Regions from separate parts of the Bicyclus anynana genome. Here region 1 is linked to region 2. A link is a contact called in public Hi-C data. All regions are on one chromosome and are shown on one strand. The core of a region is the stretch at or near the end of the contact, and the rest is flanking DNA. Distances in the headings are between cores, read along the strand shown.

Evidence for each region. Hi-C and Micro-C count contacts between places; a contact is called where the count stands out from the background.
Region 1: a contact with region 2 is called in a Hi-C map of whole body, with 2.2 times the contacts expected there. The contact joins the enhancer-like site here to the promoter of LOC112043039 in region 2. A contact is called at or near these places in 2 of 2 Hi-C or Micro-C datasets (whole body and whole larva).

Annotation. Positions count from the first base shown.
Region 1 is chr1:12,741,801-12,744,885 of ilBicAnyn1.1, reverse strand. It overlaps LOC112043039 (adenylyl cyclase-associated protein 2), which reads right to left. Exons shown (of 9, transcript XM_052883302.1): 7 at 1,289-1,495. Among protein-coding and RNA genes, the nearest start is that of Trnaq-cug, 32 kb to the left of the region's middle. Within about 2 kb of position 1,370, at least 7 of the 8 cell types and tissues checked have open chromatin away from gene starts, as enhancers often do.
Region 2 is chr1:12,701,046-12,704,344 of ilBicAnyn1.1, reverse strand. It overlaps LOC112043039 (adenylyl cyclase-associated protein 2), which reads right to left and starts at 1,690. Exons shown (of 9, transcript XM_052883302.1): 1 at 1,535-1,690.

The DNA.
Region 1 (3,085 bases), core at 121-2,620, 41 kb before region 2:
TCAGGAGTTCCCCGGAGAAACGTCCGCAGCGAGAGATTATTACAATGTTCCGGAATACGACAAATATAATTGTCACGAGGATCATCACGAATGCAACAAAGGAATTCTGTACATTGTGCCAGAGGAAACCAGTAGTCAGATGGAAATTAAAGAAATAGAGAGCGATGATGACGGAAATGAATGATTTTTAGGATTAAATAATATTTCATTTATGTGATTAAATTGCTTAATATATGGTGGGTTTAAGAAACATTTACCTGATAATCGTACAACATGAAAAGGCAATCTTCAAACAAATTTTATATAATCCATCGAAATTGATAGATAATATAAAAGGGGTATTATATAGACGTGGGTCGAATCCGGTCCGGGGCATGCACCTCCAACTATTCAGTTGTGTGCATTTTAAGAAATTAAATATCACGCGCCTCAAACGGTGAAGGAAAAACATCGTGAGGAAACCTGCATACTACAGAATTTTCTTAATTATCTGCGTGTGTGGAGTCTGCCAAGCATTGGGCTAGCATGGTGGACTATTGGCCTAATCCCTCTCATTCTGAGAAGAGACTCGAGCTCAGCAGTACGCCGAATATTTATTGTCATTTAGACGTAGGTACAATGTGGTAATTTAACACGTCACCAGGAATGCATGTTACGATATAAAATATGAGCGTCTTTTCTGGAGTTATAATCAATACCTGCGTGTTGCCAGTGATGACCTATGGTTCCGAGACTTGGTCGCTATCTATGGGCCTCATAAGAAGGCTCAGAGTCACACAGCGGGCGATGGAACGAGCTATGTTAGGAGTATGTCTGCGTGATCGAATCAGAAATGAGGAGATCCGCAGAAGAACCAAAGTCACCGACATAGCTCAACGAGTTGCGAAGCTGAAGTGGCAATGGGCGGGGCACATAGTTCGAAGAGCCGATGGACGTTGGGGTCCCAAAGTGCTGGAATGGCGACCCCGCACTAGTAAGCGCAGTGTTGGCCGACCCCCCACCAGGTAGACTGACGACATCAAGCGAGTCGCAGGGATTCGCTGGATGCAGGCGGCTCAGTATCGTGATGTTTGGAAGTCCCTACAAAAGGCCTATGTCCTGCAGTGGACGTCCATCGAATGATATAATGATGATGATGATGAATCAATACCTTAATTAAACAACACCTTGTAATATACCCGGGTAACAAGTCCCGGGCTTTTGCGACAACGTTGGAGTTTTCTGTCACACGATGGACCCGGCAACCCGCACGGTGAGTCCATGGAATGCTAAGGTCTCACAAACTCACCTGCATCTGCACCGACTGGCAGTTGACGAACTCGACGCTGGAGACGAGGTTGTCGAACACGACGGCGCACTTGGTGCACGAGTCCAGCACCACGCCGTTGATCTTGCCGCGCACCGTGAGCGCGGAGTCGCGGCACCGGAACATGTACACCACGTTGTTCATCTCGGCGTTCTCTACCACCAGGTTCGAGTTGCCCTTCTGGTATTCCTGGTAACAAGATATTTATAATTCAATGGATTTGCAGGATACGCTTATTAGAAGCATTTCTGAAAAGTATTTTTTAGATGCAACACGACTTCTGAAAAAAGCCGTTAAAAATCGTTGGCATTATAAATGTGCCTAAAGTCAGCCATTGACAATCAATTATTCTCACGTTTCTGCAGCGCAAACGGCAGCGAAGATGTTTTATAAGTCGAGGCGTCATGCACGCAGTGACCAATACAGGATCAGTTAGTCGTGGGTGTTGCAGAAACGTGAGTATAATTGATCGTCAATGGCGTGCATAAGCGAAGTATTCAGTACTACGGTCTACGAGTAAATACTTAGAGCAATGAATAACAAAAATAAGTTGTCCACCAAGAAAAGTATGAACCAGTTCGGTGACGCCACCCGATACGACAAAATAGTGTCAACATAATCTACGAGTAACGAGTACCTATATTTGTAACTACGAACAGGTAGACTAGAATTTTTTTTTACATGCTTTTATTCAGTTTGATATAAGCTATTCGCAGGGATTCGACGGATTCGGAAATGGCACGTCGATTCCCTTTCTACGATCGCAGACGCTTCGAAAACTAGAAAAATGTATTGGAATGACATTTACTATCCACAGGTCACGTGATCAAGATCTGTCATTCCCATACATTTTTCTAGTTTTCGAAGTTTGTGACAGGATCGTGATGATTGGAAGTCCCTACAAAAGGCCTATGTCCTGCAATGGACTTCCATCAGCTGATATGATGATATAAGCTAATTTGAAAATTAGCTTCAGAAGGTCATCGCACCAATAAATTCAATGTCAATAACATTTTATTATAAGCGGAGATAAAGATCTCAACTAATTAACATGAATTAGGAATTCAATATTGACTTAATTACATAACTAAACGAATAAACAAAACCTCACTCAAGTAAATGGGTAAATATTAGCAAAGCGGTCCAATTTTAACAAAGTCGAAGAACAAGTATGAGGAAATGAGATTGCTTTGAGCACCAAGAACGCCCTTTATAAATCATAATATCCTCAAAGGAATACCTTCTAAATGAAAGCACATTGTATTATTATGTTTGTGTAGGAAACATTGCGAAACTAAGTAGATTGAAGGTACTATTTAAGTAATATTAATAAATAATAACGGGAACTAGATATTAGTAGGTGGTAAAGTTTTGGCTCGTGTTTGTTAGCTTATGCATGTTACTTCATCCGAATCTCTTTAGGTCTAACGAACGGAATCAGATGAAACGTGGCTTTAAACTTAGCTTTATACTATCGAGTAAGGAAGCTCTATTAAAATAATACGTACGTATATACTCTGATACTTTTTCATCATTGCACAGCATTGTTGTGCTATGAGACTACGATGTAAATTTTATTTTAGCATAAAAGGCAAAAATTATCAAATTACTTGGACCTTGCTCACGAGATTAACGCCATGTGGAGCCAACTATTATTGTTCCGATAGTTGTTTCAGAATTTGTATTATATTTTGTTTGAATAACATTGTTAAAAATTTAAAAAAAAACGAGAAATAATAAATGAGAGTAAATATACAGCTAGGTAGCTATAGGACAACT
Region 2 (3,299 bases), core at 441-2,940:
CACTGAAACAACTATCCATAAGCTTCGACCAACACGCTTTGGCTTAACTGCTGGATCAAGGATCGGATACAGTAGGCACGTATTGTGAAGTGTCACTCTGGACCACCGGTTACTTAGGCACTCAAATATCCCGCAGCAGGAGGGTTGAAAAGAAAAGACAAATAAATAGATGAGAGAAAAACACTAAATAGTATTTACTTGTAGACCTTATTGTGCCTTCTGAGACAAACATCCCGAAAGCCAAATTTGATGTACAATGTTTATCAACTGACAGTGAGTCACTTCATAGCTAATTTTATTAATATTTTGTACTATTTTTCAATAAAATGTTATTCAAAAGATATTTACTATAAATAACTAATTCTTTTTAAGGTCATTACTCAAATTTATTGTCATTAATTTAGCAACAAGTTAATTAAAATTATAAGGTGTAAAATAACTATAGTGTTTTTCAGACAGCATGGGTAAGGTGACATTCATTTCACTTTTGAATATTTGCTGTGATTCACAATAATAGTATGTATTATAAACGTCATAAGGCAACTGTCACCATACCCGTGCTATCTGAAAAACACTTTAGGGAGTTATACCTTCATTTTTTATTTCTTTATTGATAAACTTTGCATAACAAATTTGGATTTAGTATAAATACTAATATAATTCTATTTTTCTTTAGAGGTTAGCCCATGACTACAATCTCAACTGATAGTAAGCGATGATGCAGTCTAAGATGGAAGCGGGTTAACTTGTTAGGAGGATGAAATCCACACTCCTTTCGGTTTCTACACGACATCGTACCGAAACGCTAAATCGCTTGGCGGTACGTCTTTGCCGGTAGGGTGGTAACCAGCCACGGCCGAAGCCTCCCACCAGCCAGGCCTGGACCAATTAAGAAAATCTTAATCTGCCCAGCTGGGGATCGAACCCAGGACCTCCGTTTTGTAAATCCACTGCGCATACCACTGCGCCACGGAGGCCGTCAAAAAAAAACGTATATATGGTGTATGTAGCAGAGAGAACAAAGTAAAAGAGAAGGGGAGTCGTCAACATATTGTAATGAAGGAGTGCCTTCACTTATGCTGGAGTAACAAGTTCCTGGCTCTAGTTGGTGCTTTTCTTGGTGCCACACGGTCATGGATTGCCAGGATATTAATATCTCTATGAAATCAAAAGATGTGGTGGTGATGTCTTGTCACTATGCACAGAATTTAGAATAGATAATTATACTTTTTAAAACATCCAAAATTAATGAGTATATCTTTTCTACAGAGCTTGCAAATGAGTACTTAATGTAATATAATTACCGTTAGATGAACAAGTTGAGTAGAGGCAATAAGTAAGTAATACAGAAAACTATTACTTAAGTTCCACCTAAAAATACGTTCTCAAATCATGTTCGTTTCGTATTTTATTATTTAGATTAATAATTTAAAACTAATTAAAGCTACAAAGTAGCCAATAACAATTTACTTTGTTTATGCTAATGATAAAGATGGTACACATAAACACATAGGGAAAACTGGAATACACTTACCGTTAAGTTGATTAATATATCGGCAACAGCAATTAAATTGTTTATTCACCTAATTTTAAAATATTTTAGTAAAAAATTATATAAAATCAGTCTTTTATTAAAGATTCAATAGGTTACTTGTCAAATAAATGTATACCACAGCACAGATTAATAGATATTACCAAAGATTACAGTGTATTATTGGAAATAGATAGGCTACTCGAACTTTTTTCGGAACGAATGTGATAGCGCCATCTAGTGACTAGATACGGTATTTTAGTATAGTAAAAAGTATAAAAATCATAATGCATATTTTTTGTAAAGGAGAGACATATTTGATTTTGTAATAGTTGAAGAAACCAATTGAGAAAAACAAAAAAAAAAGACAAAAAGTTTTCTTTTGTTAACCCCGGGCTCGAACTCAGGTTTATCATATTGTACCTTTGTTATGCACCACTAGGCCAAATGACTATGTGGAAAACCGTTGAATTTAATGTACACTTACTGTTTTTCTTTAATAATCCCTTTGCATTAGAAATACAAACACATTCTTTCTATTACGCGTCAAAATTAAAAGTATAAATAATTCTTTTTTTTCGGTTTTTTTTTCGGTACTTACACGGGTTTAACCTCTAAAAACATTCTAGTACGTACACATCTATGTAATTGTATTTACTATCCTGGAATCTTAAATCTAGAATGTAGATGGCGCTGCTTCATAAAGATTTCACGTTCTTCTAAGTTCCCATGGCATGGATATTACCACAGATTACTAGATACGTATTGTACACTATTAAAAAAATAGACAAGTCTGATTCTGTGGTATCTAAATACAATCTACATTCTACACACAGATTAATAGATAATTCTACATTATCGTCAATCAATCCCTATTTTCCATATTCCCCACAAATCGAAACAAAATTTCCCAAATTAATGAAATAAAACATAAACCAATGTCCCCATGCAAAAATCAAGGAAAAATAATTGCAGTTTTATTGAGCCATGTTATCCATTAGGTATAATTTTACTTTTTTGAAACAATATACATTCAAAATTGTGCTGATTTTATTAAGAATTATTTTTATTTAGTATTTAAGTGTCGTGTGGATGATAGATGCAGAATTTAATAATCCCCAAGCATAGAACACAAATTGAAAAATTTTGTAACATTTAGCTGTTTCCCCGCAATTTTGGTAATACCCCACATACTGGCAATGCTGATCTAAAGTAAATAAAATATTTTTACTCTATGGTGAAATGCTACGCCGTAGAGCGAAGACAGAGAATGCGTAGATTAGATTAATTATCTCGTGTAAGCTTAGACCATTAATAATAAGTTTTTTATGAATGATACTAATAAACCTTTAGAAAAATATATTGGAGTTAGCGGTTAAATAGATAGATAGATACCATAACATACCATAGATTAATGTCAAAGGGTTGGCCGGTGCTATCTAACCGCAGATGGCGTCTCTGCAATTTGATGCCTTGGTATATTATGGTCCGTGGCGTTTTATAGCGGCACATTTGAAAGTAGCGCGTTTTGAAACAAATTCAATCTTTGAAATCGATGTAATGCCTGTAACAAAAAGTTTTAAAACAGTGTGACTTTACATCAATTGGCCTTAAATATATAAAGATAATAACAATTTATGGCAAAATAAAACACAAAACACTGCTTTCATATTAATTTATTTTATTATTGTAAATTTTCTCATCATAGTATACCTATTATATCACCTACTTACCTATTTTTATGAAAAATACATTACTTTGGGGTCCC